Linked DNA regions of Mus musculus: all the other regions are linked to region 1. The links are chromatin contacts, called in public ChIA-PET, HiChIP or PLAC-seq and promoter capture Hi-C maps. All regions are on one chromosome and are shown on one strand. Each heading gives the region's core, a stretch centred on a gene start, on an enhancer-like site or on the middle of the called end of the contact. The rest is flanking DNA. Distances are from core to core; before and after follow the strand shown. Region 1 holds the start of Inpp5d (inositol polyphosphate-5-phosphatase D). Region 2 overlaps Gigyf2 (GRB10 interacting GYF protein 2). Region 3 holds the start of Dgkd (diacylglycerol kinase, delta). Region 4 overlaps Gigyf2 (GRB10 interacting GYF protein 2). Region 5 overlaps Sag (S-antigen, retina and pineal gland (arrestin)). Region 6 overlaps Gigyf2 (GRB10 interacting GYF protein 2).

The links. ChIA-PET counts read pairs in DNA pulled down with a chosen protein or histone mark. HiChIP or PLAC-seq counts read pairs in DNA pulled down with a chosen protein or histone mark. Capture Hi-C pulls out chosen DNA fragments and counts their contacts.
Region 2: a contact with region 1 is called in an RNA polymerase II ChIA-PET map of memory CD8 T cells, with 104 read pairs. The contact joins the enhancer-like site here to the promoter of Inpp5d in region 1. A contact is called at or near these places in 2 of 39 promoter capture datasets (embryonic stem cells and neural stem cells), 1 of 484 Hi-C or Micro-C datasets (Th1 cells), 6 of 115 datasets of contacts at active chromatin or transcription factors (CD8 T cells, bone marrow-derived dendritic cells, extraembryonic endoderm stem cells and 3 more) and 1 of 9 other capture datasets (adipose tissue).
Region 3: a promoter capture Hi-C map of liver shows a contact between it and region 1. The contact joins the promoter of Dgkd here to the promoter of Inpp5d in region 1. A contact is called at or near these places in 2 of 39 promoter capture datasets (liver and pre-B cells), 5 of 484 Hi-C or Micro-C datasets (B cells, CD4 T cells, CD8 T cells and 2 more), 9 of 115 datasets of contacts at active chromatin or transcription factors (the 230-238 cell line, double positive thymocytes, effector CD8 T cells and 6 more) and 3 of 9 other capture datasets (adipose tissue, liver and macrophages).
Region 4: an RNA polymerase II ChIA-PET map of memory CD8 T cells shows a contact between it and region 1, with 58 read pairs. The contact joins the enhancer-like site here to the promoter of Inpp5d in region 1. A contact is called at or near these places in 6 of 115 datasets of contacts at active chromatin or transcription factors (the 230-238 cell line, CD8 T cells, acute myeloid leukemia and 3 more) and 3 of 9 other capture datasets (adipose tissue, embryonic stem cells and pancreatic islet).
Region 5: an RNA polymerase II ChIA-PET map of memory CD8 T cells shows a contact between it and region 1, with 98 read pairs. The contact joins the enhancer-like site here to the promoter of Inpp5d in region 1. A contact is called at or near these places in 1 of 484 Hi-C or Micro-C datasets (centroblasts), 8 of 115 datasets of contacts at active chromatin or transcription factors (CD8 T cells, the HPC-7 cell line, bone marrow-derived macrophages and 5 more) and 3 of 9 other capture datasets (adipose tissue, embryonic stem cells and liver).
Region 6: an H3K27ac HiChIP or PLAC-seq map of thymic regulatory T cells shows a contact between it and region 1, with 5 times the contacts expected there. The contact joins the enhancer-like site here to the promoter of Inpp5d in region 1. A contact is called at or near these places in 1 of 39 promoter capture datasets (macrophages), 2 of 15 datasets of contacts at CTCF or cohesin (CD8 T cells and the NIH/3T3 cell line), 19 of 484 Hi-C or Micro-C datasets (the AtT-20 cell line, the C2C12 cell line, CD8 T cells and 13 more), 18 of 115 datasets of contacts at active chromatin or transcription factors (the 230-238 cell line, CD8 T cells, the HPC-7 cell line and 15 more) and 5 of 9 other capture datasets (adipose tissue, embryonic stem cells, liver and 2 more).

The regions. Positions count from the first base shown.
Region 1 is chr1:87,618,973-87,621,790 of GRCm38.p6, forward strand. Inpp5d (inositol polyphosphate-5-phosphatase D) reads left to right here and starts at 1,340. Exons shown (of 27, transcript NM_010566.3): 1 at 1,340-1,659. The coding sequence starts at 1,517.
Region 2 is chr1:87,376,764-87,379,581 of GRCm38.p6, forward strand. Gigyf2 (GRB10 interacting GYF protein 2) reads left to right here. Exons shown (of 29, transcript NM_146112.4): 7 at 2,209-2,320. Among named protein-coding and RNA genes, the nearest start is that of Kcnj13, 17 kb to the right of the region's middle. Within about 2 kb of position 1,423, at least 15 of the 459 cell types and tissues checked have an H3K27ac peak or open chromatin away from gene starts, as enhancers often do. A contact at or near this core is called in CD8 T cells, Th1 cells, memory CD8 T cells and 1 more, where this site is marked.
Region 3 is chr1:87,851,956-87,854,773 of GRCm38.p6, forward strand. It overlaps Dgkd (diacylglycerol kinase, delta), which reads left to right and starts at 1,332. Exons shown (of 30, transcript NM_177646.3): 1 at 1,332-1,501. The coding sequence starts at 1,346. It overlaps Gm19582 (predicted gene, 19582), which reads right to left and starts at 2,344. Exons shown (of 2, transcript NR_136921.1): 1 at 2,016-2,344; 2 at 1,392-1,903.
Region 4 is chr1:87,416,673-87,419,490 of GRCm38.p6, forward strand. Gigyf2 (GRB10 interacting GYF protein 2) reads left to right here. Exons shown (of 29, transcript NM_146112.4): 15 at 146-312; 16 at 2,416-2,507. Among named protein-coding and RNA genes, the nearest start is that of Kcnj13, 23 kb to the left of the region's middle. Within about 2 kb of position 1,404, at least 7 of the 459 cell types and tissues checked have an H3K27ac peak or open chromatin away from gene starts, as enhancers often do. A contact at or near this core is called in CD8 T cells and memory CD8 T cells, where this site is marked.
Region 5 is chr1:87,827,077-87,829,894 of GRCm38.p6, forward strand. Sag (S-antigen, retina and pineal gland (arrestin)) reads left to right here. Exons shown (of 16, transcript NM_009118.2): 10 at 1,321-1,393. Among named protein-coding and RNA genes, the nearest start is that of Dgkd, 25 kb to the right of the region's middle. Within about 2 kb of position 1,360, at least 155 of the 459 cell types and tissues checked have an H3K27ac peak or open chromatin away from gene starts, as enhancers often do. A contact at or near this core is called in CD8 T cells, the HPC-7 cell line, adipose tissue and 7 more, where this site is marked.
Region 6 is chr1:87,446,366-87,449,183 of GRCm38.p6, forward strand. It overlaps Gigyf2 (GRB10 interacting GYF protein 2), which reads left to right. Exons shown (of 29, transcript NM_146112.4): 28 at 1-94; 29 at 2,713-2,818. The coding sequence ends at 2,780. Among named protein-coding and RNA genes, the nearest start is that of Snorc, 22 kb to the right of the region's middle. Within about 2 kb of position 1,351, at least 7 of the 459 cell types and tissues checked have an H3K27ac peak or open chromatin away from gene starts, as enhancers often do. A contact at or near this core is called in regulatory T cell precursor and thymic regulatory T cells, where this site is marked.

The DNA.
Region 1 (2,818 bases), core at 90-2,589:
TCCTCCCCAACTTGCTTCTTGGTCATGATGTTTGTGCAGGAATAGAAACCCTGACTAAGACAATGTGTTAGACAGAGATTTCCTAAGGAGGGCTGCATGGGGTACTGTGAACTTGAGAGGACTCCATGAAGGGTCCCTTGTAGAGTTAGAGTTAACATCTTCAGCCTCCAGGTGGCAAAATCAGAATGTAGACGTGAGCTCTTGTCGAGACCATGTCCCCTCCCTCTGGCTCAGGACCTGGCTGGAGTACTCTACCCACTCTCAGATTTCCCACCAGCTGTGCCCTGCAGGCCCCAAGCTCCTGCCATGGATGACATCAACACAGCTCCCATGTCCTCCACACACCAGAGCTCCTTTCTGAATTACACCCTGCAGTCTAAAGAAAACTGAGGCTGAGAGCGATAAGCTCAACCAAGCTCCAGTATGTGCGTGCATGTGTGTGTAGGGGGGTGCCTGGCTTAGGTCTGTTGTCACATCTAACGTGACAAGGTTCAGATGAAGGAGTGAACAATCACCACTTCTGCCGTAAGCCAGCACTTCCCTTGGTGGGCCTGGCCTGAGGAACAAGGTCACCCAGCTCTGGGATCAAAGGGACAGTGGCTACCTTAGTACCTGCAGAACTCAGCTAGTACTGAACGGTGACCTTTAAGGGGTGAGCAAACATAGCCATGTCTAGCCACAGAGGGAATAGCCTGACTGGCCATTTGGGCTTCTGCAGTGCAGAACGCGGTAACATATATCACCAAAGTGGCCAGCTTGCACCATAGGGACATGTAAGCCCTTCCGTGAGCCCCAGGTGCCCAGCAGAGGTCCAGAGGGGCCAAACCAGACTGTTTTAGCTAGGGAATAGTGTTGCTCACAGTGGGCTGGGTCTTCTGACATCAACTAGCTTCATTAAAACAACCCCTACAGATGTATCCACAGGCTAGCCCAATGCAGACGTTCCCTCATGGAGATTCTCTTCCTGGGCAATCCTATGTTGTGTCAAGTTGACAGTTAAAGCTCACCATCACAAGTATGCTGGGTGGCGCTGGGGAAAACTGTGACCACCCTTGTGGACATCAGCAAAGGTTTCTGAGAGCCATGCCTTTGGCCTATTCACAAATGTTGGGCCAGGCTTGAGAAGTCAGCCATGAAACCTGACGCTAAAAGAGCCCTTGCGTCCCTCGTGTGGAACTTCGGCTGATAATGGACGCTTCTGGAGGTTAGGTCCCATTCAGGGGAAATAGAGAGCCAGTGAGTGAGAGGGTGGAGCAGGCAGCCAGTGCTGGCTGGGTGGGAAGGTAGATGATGCCCCCCCCCCACTTGGTTTCTATAATGAGGAAGTTCTGTGCAGCTCAGTTTCCTCTCCCTCGCTGAGTGCCTGAAACAGGAAGTCAGTCAGTTAAGCTGGTAGGAGCAGCAGAGGCAATTTCTGAGAGGCAACAGGCGGCAGGTCTCAGCCTAGAGAGGGCCCTGAACTACTTTGCTGGAGTGTCCGTCCTGGGAGTGGCTGCTGACCCAGTCCAGGAGACCCATGCCTGCCATGGTCCCTGGGTGGAACCATGGCAACATCACCCGCTCCAAGGCAGAGGAGCTACTTTCCAGAGCCGGCAAGGACGGGAGCTTCCTTGTGCGTGCCAGCGAGTCCATCCCCCGGGCCTACGCACTCTGCGTGCTGTGAGTACCCGTCTCCTCCCAACTGTCAGATCCAGGGACCACTGAGGTGTGGATCCAAAGGGGGAACCCCTGTAATGGGAGTTTGAGTTAGGTTTATGTCATAGGATGGTGGGACGTGACTGGCACTTCGTTGCCCTGTGGGGAGGGGAGAAGGGGGGGCAGCATCTGAGGCCCACTTTGGACCTTGGCGTTCGAGTTCAGGGAGCCTGTGTCATGACAGGCTTGTGTGGTGCTAGGGCTCTCTGAGTGACTCTGGGCCTCCCCTATACTGCAGCCCTCCATGACCTGTGGTGCCAGGGGTCTCCGTGAGTTCCTGTGGCAGGAGCAGGGACAGAGTCAGGAAGAAACTCAGGCCTCTCTGGTGGAGGGTGTATTGGAATGCATTTTGGTCAGCTCAAGCGTCAGTCAGGGACTCAGTGAAGGGCAACCTTGGCAAAAGGGTCCCCTCCTCCACCCTGCTAGTATGTGGTCTTAGAGCTAATTCTATTTGGGGAGCTGAGTCCGGGGTGCATTTAATCAGGATAGGATTCCTCGTGTACACATTTTACTCTAGGCTGCAAGGACACAGGAAGCCACAGAGCTGCTCTCTGAGTAGGTCTCTGTCCCTCCTTGCACTCAGCTATGTCCCTCCCTATCCAGGTCTCTGCCCCCGTTGGTACCCCCCCACAGCCCAGTGTGAAGATGTTGCTGAATATGCTGGTTATCCTAACAACAGAGGAAACAGCCACTTGCTGAAGGTTCCTTTTTAACACTCCGTCCGTCTAGCGTCTTCTGAGGAAGGCCGCCACCCCTATAGTCCTGTGGTCAGACCCTGTCCAGGCTTCAGGCTGGAGCAGGGCAGGAACACTGTCAGGAAGGGTGTGCCTACTTGAACAGCACAGGTACCATCTGATAGATTGTCCCTGGACTGAGAGAAAGATCTTTCAGAGCAGCTAGCTGCCCCCCCCCCAATCTTCATGCAGGAGGGAAGTGGGTGACTGACCACAGACTGTTCTGAGCTCTGACTCATGTTGGGACCTGCTGTGCTAGGCATTTGTTGGCTAGTTTCATCTTCAAGAGAGCCAGGAGTGTGGGTTCTATGAACACCTAGACCTGCGATTAAGGACCATGAGGGCTGGACAGGTTACAAACATCGAGGATAAGGTCGGTCATTTGCTCC
Region 2 (2,818 bases), core at 173-2,672, 240 kb before region 1:
GCGTTAGAGTAGTTACTATTAAATTATTTTAGGATTTTAAATAAAATGTATACATATTCTGAATGTAGGGCAGAGGGAGAAAGCTACTTAAACTGTAAGTTGACTTTAGGTTGACTTAAAAGTAATGAACCTGGAAGATAACTTTGTGATTGTTAGAGTTAAACTGTAGTTTTCACTTTTATTTTATAGACAAAGTGGATACTAGTCTAGTCAAGAGAATATCCTAATATATATTATATAATTTTTTTCAGTATTTTGTAAGAGTCATGGAAGTATTCCTGTAATCTGAGTCAGTTCCTGATAGGTTATGATGAAGTGCATGGGTACTTGAATTCACTTGCTTCATTGGATGTTTCATTCAGAATATATTATTTTCGGGTTAGAGGTGTATTTTTTGTGGTAGAGCTTTTGCCTAGCATTTGCATTGTGCTCTGTTTGGTACCTAGCACCATACACAAAATAAAGCTTTATCATTTTCTTCTGATCATTTTGATCTATGGGAGAAGTTAAGTTTGGGATAGCTGCTAAGGTATTTTTTGTTATAAATGCACCCCAAACTCCCATGCCTCCTCTAGTTTCTTCATTTGTGTCAGTACTGTTCACATGTTCATTGAGTAAACTACAGAATGTCCAAAGCTGAAAGTGCGTGCTACATACATATCTGCATGTGTCTCAGTCACTCTTAGCTGTGCAGCAGTATGGACAACATCACAATATCACCCCCCCCCCCCACTTGAGTATGCTTTTGTCATTCAGTAGCACAGGTCTGAGTTAACATTAGTGCCTTAGTTATGTGGATTTGTATTGTTCTGGGATGTTTCATCAGAATTTATTTAGCCAACTATTATTAGGTTGTTTCTAGTGTTTTGAAATTCAAGTGTTCGTTTTCATACAAATATGTGTCATGCCTTATTTAACAAGACGCGAGCCTCATTAGGTTATTTTATTTTCATTGATATATGAACATTATAATTTACACAGGCTTATATGGTTTAGGTTATTTACTTGGTTTGGCCTCCAGATACAGTTAAAAGACAATGATTACAAGATATATGCTGTTGCTTGTGGTATAAATGGGATATTGTTTTATAGTAAATTTAAAATAAGTACACTTGAAAATATAATATATCCTCAAATAAATAACTTTTCATTGTCACAATCACATACTGTGTACTACATGCTGGCAAATATGCCATGTTTTTAAGTGACTGGCAGTTCAGTAGATTTCTTTAGACCAGCACCATCACAAATAAGTCTCTAGTTACTTCAGAGTTTTCAACTCCATTATAATGTGGTTGAACAGTGAGTGGTTATAGTAAGTCTTATCACTGGTTGAAACTGTATGCATTGCATGATGGTTTACATACTTGTGAGTGCCTCCCTCTCCTTCCCTTTTGTTCTTTTTTTCTTCTTTCCCTTTCGGTCCTTTTCATCTTTCTTAGGCTTTTTGAGTCATTCTTGATGTAACACAAGCTGGCTTTGAGCTGTCAGTTCTCTGTTTCAGCCCCAAATGCTGAGATTATAGGCATGTTCCACCCCACTTGACTCTGTAAAAATGTTTCTACTGGGATAGATTCTGAGCAGAGTCACAGGTTGATAGTTAACCAGATGGCCTTCATTAGAAGCCTGCTAACATTTGATTTGCAAAGCTTTTAAGTCCCTATACTCCAACTACTCTGCGGAATGACTTTAGTGTTGCTAATTTTCCTTACCTCAGTGAAGGATTCTTTTTATCCTGTAAGAATATAGTTCGCAGTCCTACAGTTGTTCAGTTCACTTCTGCTATCTTTTTTCTGGAATTGGATAAAGGAATTTTATCGTGATTGACACTTCCTACTAGAGTTTCTCTCTAGAAGTTCCCCATAGTAAGATTTCCCCAGTAGTTATTGAAAACAATCCATGAAAACATTCAATTTATAATGGTGTACTAGCCTTGGTAGACGCCACTGTGGACCTCGTCACTGATGAGTTTCCTGTTGGTGCTGTGTATTGTTCAGGACTGGGATTCCTTCACGAGTGGTTGGTTTATTTTTTTCATACCCCAGTTCAGTTCTATCAGAGCCATTATGTCTTGCTAAATACTTAAATGTGGCCGTCTTGAAGTGTACAGAGAGATAGAACTTCATAGAGATTAACCTTCAGTGTTGAACATACTTGTTGGATGTTGGTTTCTAACTATTTCCCCTCCCCCTGTTTTCTTATTTTCAGGCAGAGGTAGAGGTGAATGTGGTTTCTACCAAAGAAGTTTTGATGAAGTAGAGGGTGTGTTTGGGCGAGGAGGTGGCAGGGAAATGCATAGATCACAGAGCTGGGAAGAAAGGTAACTAAAGTGTTGAGATTGTAATGTAATTAAGCATTTGCTGGTCTATAAAACTCACCCTAGTGGTATTCTATAGGACTTGCCTGTGTGCCAGTTATTTGACAGGCTGAGGAAGGAGATTCTGGAGTACTGGCTATCCTGCACAATTTAGCAAACTTCTGAACTCAAAATAAAAATGGAAAAAAATGGCTAGGATTCTAACCCATTGGTAGCTCTCTAGGGAGGTTCAGCCCTCAGTACTCCAAACAAAACAAAGCACACCGCGTTCCTTTCATGAGTGGTACAGGGTTGCGTGTTCCTGTGATCCTAACACTTGGGAGGCCAAGACAGAAGAATCATGAGTTCCAGACCAAAATGGGCTGCATGGTGTGACCTAGAGAATCACAGAAGTTGGGTGGGAGTGTTGTCTCCTCTCTAGCCCCTGGCCTTCCCTCAAGAAAGAACATTTTGAAAACACAGAACTTATCCCTTTTCTGCTTTTCCTGAAATTTCTGTACA
Region 3 (2,818 bases), core at 82-2,581, 230 kb after region 1:
CTGCCCAGCTTGGTTCTTTTTCTTTTTCTTTTTCTCTTTTCTTTTCTTAAATGTCATTCTTTAGCCTAGGCTGGTACTAGTTAATAGGAATTTAAATATAAGTACTTGTATGTAGCCAGTGGCTACAGCATAGGTGGAGTGTGTCCTGGTTCATCCAGGCATCTCAGATCTTTTTCACAAAAGTCATCCTCTGTACTGGTTGGGAGGTCAGTATCCTGGCCTCATCTTTGTGCCAGATTAGGAACCTCCTGTGGTTCCTGGTGGTATCTGACTTGTATTGCCACTAGAATGAGTTGTCCAGTTGTCCAGAGGCCCAAAGCTTGCTGATTGGTGGGTCTCCAGCAGCAGCCTCTGAAAGGGTGAAGGGATAGCCAAGGTGGTCCTCTGCTGACTTGCCTCTTAGAGCAGAGCAGAGCAGGAAGGTAGCACATTGTCCTGGTTGGCCCCAAGTCCTTTTCCATCTCAATATGCCCAAACAAAACAAAACAACAAAAAAACAAAACTCCAAACGGAAGCCACTCCTTTTCTAACTGCATAGGGTCCTCCTTTGGCTCAGAGTTCATTCTGCTATGTCTCTCTAGTACCCCATCCCTCCCTTCTGAATCTCAGTTCCCTTCTCTATCTCTCAGCCCCAGCCAGTAATTCAGAGTGCCTATTTGCCTTAATACTTCATAGATCCTCCGCTTTGTGACCCAGCCAGGCTCAGCTTATCTACCTCTTTACTCCCCCAACTCCAACCGGGTTTCTTGCTGCCCTCAGGTCTCAGCAGAAAAGGCCAATCCCGTATCTGGTCCTCAGAGCCTCGATCCCAAAGCTCTCCAGTTCCTGTCCTAGTCCCATTTTCCTCCCTCTAAGCCCCTCTAAATCCCTTCCTTCCTTTCTTTTTTCTTTTTGCCTCTGGGCCTTTGCACAGATCTAGCCTCTGCCTACAACACGGTTCCCCGGTTCTCCATCTTTCCTTAACAGTGGCCTTAACAGAAGTTCTCCCTCTGGGTGTACTTTCACGCACTCTGTAAACTGTTTCACCAACATAGTCCAGCGGCCTCCTAGAGATCACTTACACTCGGGTATGAGTGATAAAACAGTGTACTCAGAGACAAAAACTAGAAATTGTGTTCCAAGAAGAAAACGACAGAAGACATCAGAAGGAAAGAGATGGGTCAGGCCGAAACAACCCAGCAAGGGCCCGGCAAGCCTACGTCTGCGCCCACTGCCTATGGGGGCGCGGTGGGGTGGGGCGGCCGGCCTCTAGGCCCCGCCCCGCCCAGGCTCCGCCCCAGGCGCTGGGCCCATCCCATCCCCGCCCCGCCCCGCCCCCCCGCGGCGCGCGCGCTGGCCGGGCAGCATGGCGGCGGCGGCGGGCGCCCCTCCGCCGGGTCCTCCTCAGCCACCTCCGCCGCCGCCGCCTGAGGAGTCGTCCGACAGTGAACCCGAGGCTGAGCCGGGCTCCCCGCAGAAGCTTATCCGTAAGGTGTCCACGTCGGGCCAGATCCGGCAGAAGGTGAGCCCGCGGCGTCGGCCGGGCGCGCGCCCCTCACGCCGCGGTCCCTGCCGAGGCCCGTGACCGTGTGCGAGCGGCCGCCCAGGCCCTGCCGGGCCCGAGGTCCTGCGGTCGCTGCTACGGGGCCGAGCGCGCCGCGGCTTAACGGACCGCGGGGACCGGGCCGCGAGGACGGGGCCGCGGGGACCGGTCTGCGGGGACTGGGCGCAGGTGGGCGCCGCCGCTGAGGAGACCGAGGCCCGGCGTGCTGCTGGGGCCGCTGCGGGGACCGCTGCGGGGGCCGCAGGCGCGTGCTCCCCGAGGCCTGGGGGGTCTGTAGGTCTGAGCACCGGGTGCAGCTTCCCGTACTCACCTGCGTCAGGCTCTCCCTCCACTGCTCAGCCCGCTGCGGGGTCCTCACCCCTATGTTCCGAAAGGGAAGGGATGCGCGTGTAGTGGCCGCTTCTCCCTCTCTCCCTCCCTCTCTTCCTCCCTTTCACCCTCCTCCCTCCTTGGGAAAGCCGGGACTCCTCACCCGCTGGGCTCAGAACTCTCTCCGTGGAGAACTCCAGCCGCTCGGGTTGCAGTGCAGAGAGACACATGCCTTTTTGTTGTCTTTCCCTAAGAATAAAGTTGCACCCTTTGCTTTTCCTTTCTGGTTCCTCTTGAAAACTGCGTATGGTTTCTTGCCGAGGTGAGCCCTCCTTGTTGGAAGGGCTTCCTCAGGCAGGTGGCTGGACAGGTGGTGGCTAGCAGGTTGCCACCGTGGGGCAGCCTTGGCAGTTCCGGCTGGCACGGGCTTGCTCATCCTGCTGCAGTGCGCTTTTCCTCCGAGGCCAGTTAGTTACCCTTTACTGGAAAAACCATTTCTTGCTTGATCATCTGCCACCCTCTGTTACTTGCCGGGGTTGGGGATTGGGGTGCCATTTAGGTGCTGACGTGGTCCATTTGTTATGTGGTACCCAAGTCATTCAGCACACGGGACCTAACACCTGTGTTATTCTAGCTATAACAATTACAGCCCCAGGAACAAGTTTAAGGAGCCTTGATACTAATGGAAATGCCCTTTCCTAGTGCTTGGTCCTTAAGATAGGTAGTGGTGTGAGGCAGATCAGACTCTCTGACTGAGGGGAATGGTGAGTGAAGGCCAGGATCGCGGTGGGGACGGTGGACTCCTCCGAAATTGCATTGAGTCCAGAGTTTTATTGGTCAGGAGGTGTCTCCCTGCCTTTCCTCTGGACAAAAACAATAGCTGCTATACCAGCTGTTCTGGTTGTTGTTGTTGGTAGGAGTGACAGTTGTGGTGTTAAAAATACACCCGAGGACTTGTGTTCTGAA
Region 4 (2,818 bases), core at 154-2,653, 200 kb before region 1:
AATTCCCTTTGTATCTAATTTTAAAAAATCTTATTTGTTACTTTTTGAGGTAAGCTGGTATTCTATAAAATTTTGAATGAACATGAGACTCAGGGAATATACTTATTTTTGAGCCTGACAGCATTCTCACTCCCCTTGTGTTTAGGTCCCTTTAACAATCAGGAGATGGCCGAGTGGTTTCAGGCGGGCTATTTTACTATGTCTTTGCTGGTGAAGAGAGCATGTGATGAAAGCTTCCAGCCCCTTGGTGATATCATGAAAATGTGGGGAAGGGTTCCTTTCTCTCCAGGCCCAGCTCCCCCTCCTCATATGGTGAGTATCTTCCCACTTGCCTGAGATTCACAGTAGACACAGGAGTACTTGTTTCTCTTTGAATGACAACCAGGGTTGCAGTGAAGGAAGAAAGAATGGTAGTTTCTCTTTCTTTTTCTTTGATACAGGGTTTTGGCCTGGAACTTGCTCTGCAGACCAGGTTGACCTCAAACTTGTGGTGGTTCTCTTGCTCCTACCTAAGTTGCTGGGATCATAGGCATGAACTACCATACCCAACCTGGTAGTTTCATAGAAGTAAATTGAAATGATAATGGGCATTTTTGAATGGGAGAATTGTATACTGAACACTAATGACCTTTTCAGAACTTACTGTGCATTCATCTATATATACTGTATAAAATCTGTCGGTGGTTTTCTAACCAATAAAGAATGAGACCAATATCTTATCCTGACCTAACCTGTAGGTCCTTTATGGTCTGACTCTCTCCCTTTCATAGCTCATGTCAAAGCTTTTATCTTCTGTGTTTCAAAATGGCTGGCCTCTGAAAAGTTCTTATTACTTTTACTTAGAATGTACACTTTTCCTCTCACCTCTATCTCCTTCTTATTTTCTGGCTCATAAAATTTCTTGAACTTGAGGCTTATCCAAATATAAGTGCCACTTACTGTGTTAGGATATTTTGAAGGCCTAATCCTTTGGCTGGGAAAATTTTCTCTTGAGGCTGGCCTTTCTCAGTTGAGTTGCTAGTAGAGGTTGCTATGTGTGTGTCTGTCTATGTTTTTATTAAATTGAAGCAAGTAGTGGTTGTCCATTGATAAAAGTGATACTATTTAATTTACCATGAATACTGGATTTCTGCAGTAACCTGATGTTGACTTACACAGCTATACTGAGGCTACCAGTGTTATTTTCACGGTAATTGTTTGATAGGTGGCAGTGAATGTGCTGTATCCTCTGTTATTAAAGGATGAGACTCACTGGCTTGCTGGCCATCATACTTTCTCTTCCATGATTCATACATTATTTTTGAGAATTGTTTCTTTTCAATCACAAGAACAATTATAGTGAATCATTACTTGAATTTACCTGACAAGTTTGAGCCTTATTTCCTGTCTTAAAGTTGAAATGTGACTTTGATGTGTCAGGAGCTAAAAGCTGCTCGCTTGGTTTTTGGCATGTTCTCACCCCTTGTTTTCTCCAGTCACAGTCTGCATCTCTTTAGTTGAAGCTGTACCTAAGCCTCGGTCTGTACCCTTCAAGGGGAAACTTTTGGGAAGCTCAGGTTGCTTGTTACCTGCTACCTCCTTCCTCAAAGCACTGATAAGAGAGCTGACTTTCACAAGCAGAACTCTTAAAACCCAGCTACTCGTGTGAAGTGTTGACTAGACCTTACTCCTGATATCTCTGAATTTAGGATTCTTCCTGCCCTAACCCATTGTATGTCAGATGCTTTATTCCAAGCTATAATCAGTAAGCCAGAAAAATACAAGTTCATATATGGTTTGCCTAGGGGTTAGTCTGTTATCTTAGGTTTTTATTTTTATTACTATAAACCTTATATTTTCTTTGCCTCTATTTTAACTTTACAAAACTAAAATTTCAGCCATCTTCTTTGAATTATTTTGAAATACAATGAAAATACTATTAGCCTGTGTTTCCACCTTCCAGTGTATAACTAGCGTTAGAAATCCCTAATTTGAGGGAGGAGTTCTCATCCTATCAGCTGTTAGGTCACTTTACTCTTTTTCATGTTGTCCTGTTTCTGTGATTTTTATGTGATCTTTAAAACAAGCCACCAAGATTTAGAGTGCTGGGTAATTTCTCAATTACAGTAACAGATTGGTAGATCACAGTTCAGCTTTCAGTTTGAAGTAGTGGATGACAGTGCTGAGTAAGGACTGCTTGTGACTTATGTTGGTAATGCCACCTCATACCACTAGGTGGCATTGCTTGGTTTTTTAAGGTAATGGGGTTTTTAGTTAAGGGTTTGAAGGGCACAAGTTTGGAGTAGGAAGCAAAGGTCTTGCGTGTGGTGTGCTATGTGTGTGCGTGTGCATGTGTGTAGGTGTGTATACTCGATGCTATGTATGCTCATTGCTGTCTATCTCATGGTGCTTCTTCTTGTACCTCTTTTCCCTCAGGGAGAATTGGACCAGGAACGCCTGACCAGACAGCAGGAACTCACTGCCTTATACCAGATGCAGCACCTCCAGTACCAGCAGTTCTTAATCCAGTAAGAGAGTGATGCAGTAGGATGCACTGCAGCATCAAAAGAACCTGACATAGAATCTGCTTCAAGTCTCACCTGTTAGAGTGAGAACTCAAGGCTTCTGTGATTCTTGAGTAGCCTACTAGTGACGTGTGTGCCACTGTCCATCTCATTGTAGCTTGCCTTTTAATTCTAGATTCCAGAGAATGGCATCTAATTAGGTTTTCAGGGTCTTTAGTTGCTGAAGAAAGAGCCAGACAATCATTTTATTGACTAAGTACTTTTTGAGGGGCACAGAGAAAAAACAGAGGAGAAGGTAGGAAGAAGTTAAAGAG
Region 5 (2,818 bases), core at 110-2,609, 210 kb after region 1:
CCTCCCTAGTAGTGAGTTGCAGGTGTGTGCCGCTATGGCCAGCTGACAGCACACAGGAAAGTTCAGGATCAGGGCATTGGCAGATTCATCTGACAAGCAGCTCATCCAACAAGCTCCTGGAACCTCCTTGTTAAGGCCACGGAATCCACTCATGAGTGTGCTGTCCCCACAACTCCATCACTTCCCAGAAAGCCCTTCTCTTCACAGTGAATGCTCACTTGGGCTACTGGGATGAGCTGGCAAAAATGCCAGCTTCCCAGCCTGGTGCCATGACTTTGATCTCTGGAACTCATGTAGGGGAAGGAGAGAATGACTTTCCCACAAGTTGTCCTCTGACCTCCCAACAAGTCCTTGACATGTTCGTGGCCTCCTCCAGTGATGCAAATTTTAAAAATAATGTCACCCTGGGGTTGTAATTTCAATTTTGAAAGAACAGAAGCAAACTTTCAGAAACAGCTGCAAAATTGATCATGTATCATTGCATACTTGTATTTGAAATTACTTCTCGGGGCTGGAGAGATGGCTCAGTGGTTAAGAGCACTGGCTACTCTTCTAGAGATCCTGAGTTCAAATACCAGCAACCACATGGTGACTCATAACCATTTCTAATGAGACCAGATGCCCTCTTCTGGTATTTCTGAAGACAGCTACAGTGTACTTATTTATAGTAATAAATAAATCTTTGGGCTGGAATGAGTGGGGCCAGAGTGAGCAGAGGTCCTGAATTCAATTCCCAGCAACCACATGATGGCTCACAACCATCTGTACAACTACAGTGTACTCATATACATAAAATAAATAAATAAAATTTAAAAACAATTTACTTCTCAGCAAAGTGTGTTGGTGCATACTTGTAACCTAGCACTTGGGAGCCTGAGGCAGAGTTGTGAGTTCTAGGCCAGCTTGGGTTACACAGGAAAGCCTTTTTCAAAATAAAAAAAAAATATTTCTCAAAATATATTGGAAAATAATACCAATGACCTTGAAACGGTGAAATTTTCTGAAACAAAACATTAGTAGTTTTCTATAAGTTGGGTACTGTGATGGGAACTTGAAATTGTTTCTCTTAATCCTCAAGCTTGATTTTAAGAGATTATGGGTTTGGAGGAGAGAAGGGTGCTTCCTGGAGCCGAATCTCAGAGCCCGGTGTTTTGGTAACGCAGAGTGAGTCACTGGTATACAGAAATGGCCTGCAACCAGACCTTGAAAAATTGCAGCTTGAAGCCGAGGGCTGAGAAAGCCAGAGTCAAATGGTCCTGTGTGTCTCCTTGAAGGCACGAGGGGCTGCCCTGACCACCCCCTCCTGTCTTCCCTTTGCAGTGGAACAGATAGCCAATGTGGTTCTCTACTCAAGTGACTATTACGTCAAGCCTGTAGCCTCGGAGGAAACACAGTAAGTAGCAGGTGTCTTTCCACTTCCTGGGCGGCAGCCCGCTTTGTCAGCTTCCTCTTCTGAAGAGGGAACTTTGCCTTTTCTGAAAAGAAAGCCTTTGCTTTCTTCCCCCTTTCTCCCATCAAGAGCTATGAAGCAAGGCAGGCTAGGCTATGTGTTTATTTTGCCTCTGGGTCCATCTCTTAGGCTGGGAGAACAGTCTTTATAAACAAGGGACCGGAGGAGAGAAATCTAGAGAGTAAGGTCACTATGGGAACAAGAAGGGCTCTGTGTATCCTTGGAATGTGTTGACAGGAATGAGATGCTCGTCCTGCCCCCAGAAGATGACTAAATGAGCTATTAGCCCAGGCTAGGGCTATGATATGTATGTGTGTGTATATATATATATCTATATCTATCTATATATATATATGCGTATATCTATATATGCATATATCTATATATACATATATATATATATATATATATATACACACACACACACACACACACACGTGTGTGTGTGTGTGTCTGCATGCATGTTTCATTCTCTCTGTCTGTCTGTCTGTCTCCCCCCCAGCTTGACTGTCATGGAAGGGGGCCCTCGGGCTAGAATGATAGCCTTTACTGTAGCAGAATTTGCAGGAAGATTACACCAGATGTGTGTGTGTGTGTGTGTGTGTGTGTGTGTGTGTGTGTGTGTGTGTGTGTATCTCTATACCATTTCCTGTTTCTCATTCAAAACTCTGTGTGCTTTTTGGACCAAATGATCCTCGGGAGAATGGACACCATTCTAGGATTTCCCGGGGGTCGGGGGTGGGCAGAGCAGTCTAGAAATGGGGCCATATCATGTTAGCTTTTTCATTGTTTAGGCACAGGCACGTATCTGAGAAAACAAACTGTCACAGAAATATCTGTTTCCATTCACAGTTTCTATTGATCACAGCAGGGTGGGCGTGGCAGAGCAGAACAGCTCAGGAAACAAGGAATGCAGGCATTAGCAGGATACCCCTGCTCCCCCTTTGATGACAGCCAGGTTTCTAGCCTCTGCAATGGTGGCTCTTGTATCCAGGGCAGCCTTCCCTCTGGGCTAATCTTCTCTGGAAATGTTCTCACAGACACATCCTGAGTTGTTTTCTCTCATCTCCAAGGCCCTTCTCAAAACCATCCCATTACGACTAAATCACATTGGTCTCAATGTAGAAGCCACTCAGAAGGCTGCAAGAGCCCAGCACTGTTCCAGACACATCCAGCAACCAGGGCTCTGGTGGGCAGGGTTCCTCAAACCGGGTCAAACATCCGTTGTAAGCTGCTGCTGACCATGCAGTATGAGATCCTAATGGCCCTGAACACAGCTGTGGGCCTGGCTTCCGCAGGTTCTACTACAGTACAGCCTAGCCCAAAGGCCCTCTTCTGCTAGAGGAGAGAGAGAGAGAGAGAGAGAGA
Region 6 (2,818 bases), core at 101-2,600, 170 kb before region 1:
CAAAGCAACAACCAACAATCAAATTTTGAGGCTGTGCAAAGTGGCAAGAAGAAGAAAAAGCAGAAGATGGTTCGAGCAGATCCCAGTTTATTAGGTAAGACTAGGCCTGGACTCTCAGGTGGGGTGAGAGGAAGGTTTTGGGTGCTGACAGTAACCAGATACATCGCTGCAGTCTTCATGTAAAGATTCATTTTACTATCTGGTTTTAAGAATAGGCAATATTTCCTGGGTGTGTAAGTGTAGGAGATTTGCCCATGTGCTAGTATAGACAAACTAGCAGTATGATTCTGGTCCTTCAAACTTTAAAGCCTTACTTAGAATTTCATGCAAAAATAACGAAAGTGGACAACAACAGTAGAGCTAGTTGAGAAGTTCAGGTGCTTATTTCTGCTGGAAGCAGATGTTCAACTAAGCAGTGCTTGTTACGTCCACTTTCTGTAGGTCCTGGGCAACTGCACTGCCAGGACACCCACTTGTCTTGGCCAGTGAGCTGCAGGCCTTCTCCACTCTTCTGTGGTAGATGCCTCCATATCTAGTACTGAGAGCTGTTGTCCTCATATGCAGCAGCTTCCTAAAAAAAGCAGATGCCTAAATTAGGGCTTTAAATGACTCCAGGGATGGTAGGGAACAGTATTTCATAAGTAATGAATGTAAGTTGCTTTGTATCTTAAATTGGCCCAACAAACCCATAAATAAATAAATAAATAAATAAATAAATAAATAAATAAATAAATAAATAAATAAATAGTGATAAATGAAATCCTTCACTGCTTTTGAACATGAAGTTAATGGAAACTTGGCTGTCATAGTCGATTTTCTTCTTCTCTGGAGTGTTAATATTAAACATGGGTCAGAAACTATAAAATTCAGACAGAGCTGAGCAGATTTCTAACTACTTGCAGCTGAGAAGCCCTTGTGATGTAGCTTACAGGTGTGAGAGGCTGCTCCACGGATGTTTGTCCTTGCAGTGTGGTCTTGGTCTTCTGCCAGAGACCCCAGCAGGGATGTCAGCATCTCTCAGGACATGGGAGGTGGGTCAGTTCTCTCAGGCTTGGAAGGGCAGTCAGCGCAGGAGCAGAGCTTCCCACTGAAGCCAAGTCACTGCCTACTTACCCCTCTTTCTGGAAATGCCTCTGAAAGTTTTTAATTTTCTTTCAGTTTTTCTGCTTATTCATTTTCATATATTACTTTCCAATGGGTGTATTCCCTGCAAATTTATAGGTTGAGAATTTTTTTCCATGCACATACTGGAAAAATAGGTTCCAATTTGATCTAAAGTGACCACAGAGAGCAGACTGCAAAGGAACCAGCAGAGGGCGCCCCAGCCTCACTTCACTTCTAGGCGCCCTTCACTCTTCTCTGGTCATACTGATTGTAAGGGTTCCCAGGGGGCCCGTGTAAACCATTTGGGGGTGATAAAATATATAGCTTCCTCTCAGTCAGACTCCCCTTTGTAGAAACACAAAGACATTGTCATAATCCTAAAAGGAAGCATGAAGGTGAGTGTTGTAGACCTAGTAGAAAGTGGTCTGTGGAGCAGCAGAGTGAGGAAATCCCCTTTTGTGATGCCCTGCCTTTCATGGCACTCACAGGCTGTTGCTTTTTGAAGTTGGAAGGCTAAGTTTATGCCTGACTGAGCTCCTAAATCAGTTAAGTCAGAGCATGTCTGCTAAAAAGCCTCACCTTGTAATCAGCACATTAAAACATCAAATAATCTTTATTTCTCAATAGCTTTCTCTTTTCCTATCTTGATTAATATTAGTTGATTTTTAAATTACATTTCTTCTGTGCTATGCAACTTGTTGTTTCTATCTCACTTAATTTGTTTTTGAACTGAAATCAAACCTGCTTCAGAATAATAAAGGCAATAGCTCATTTCATAGACTGCTGGGCTTTAGGTTTTTAGACTTACCAAGTAAAACCATCACCTGACAGATACAAACACTAAGCCTTCAGTATTTCCAAGGGAAAAACGGGTTCTCAGGTGGGTTGTGGGTGGAGTTTCTGGTTGGGCCTGTGTATGGAGTTTGGTGTACTCACTTCTCCGTGTGTGTGCCTTGTCACACAGCAGCTTTCTCCATAGCTTCTTAGTTAGTAAACAGGCTTCTTTATTTTTTTAAATCTTATTTTTGATCCTGTTAATTAAGCCATCTTATTATGCAAGACTTTATTTGTTATTAGAACATTTCAAATGCGTATTTATTTGAAAATTTAAACATTGAGGTACAAAATGAAGGTGTGAAAAACCCACCCAGTACCAGCAACCGCAGCAGAGTGGAGGGCGTTGACTGTTTGCTTTTGGCGTCCAAATAACAGCTGAAACAGTTGAGGATTCATCCAGGGCTGAGGAACTGGGGAGCTTTCTTGGAGCTGCTCCCTCTCAAGAGGCCCATCACTAAAATTCTAATCAACTTGTGGTTATGGATTTTATTGTAAAAGTCCCTTCATGTGACCAGTAGCGTTAGGTATTCTAATGTCACAGTGCTTGTGATTACTGTCGGTTATGCCTCTCCTAAGCTGATTCCATTCCAGTCTGACTGACCAGAGATCCTTTTCTGCATAGGTATGCTTGCATCTTTCTTCTTGTCTTTCTTCTGTACCCAGTTTAGTGTAAATCTTAAGCATAAGAGACTTAAATTCCAGCCAGCTGCTTGAAATTGAACCACTTGGCAGTCAGAACAGTCGCTCATAAACTTATTTTGTCTCTTGTAGGGTTTTCAGTCAACGCCTCGTCAGAGCGACTGAACATGGGTGAGATTGAGACTCTGGATGACTACTGAGTTCCTGCCGCTGTGCCAGCCTTCCCACTCCCGCCTAG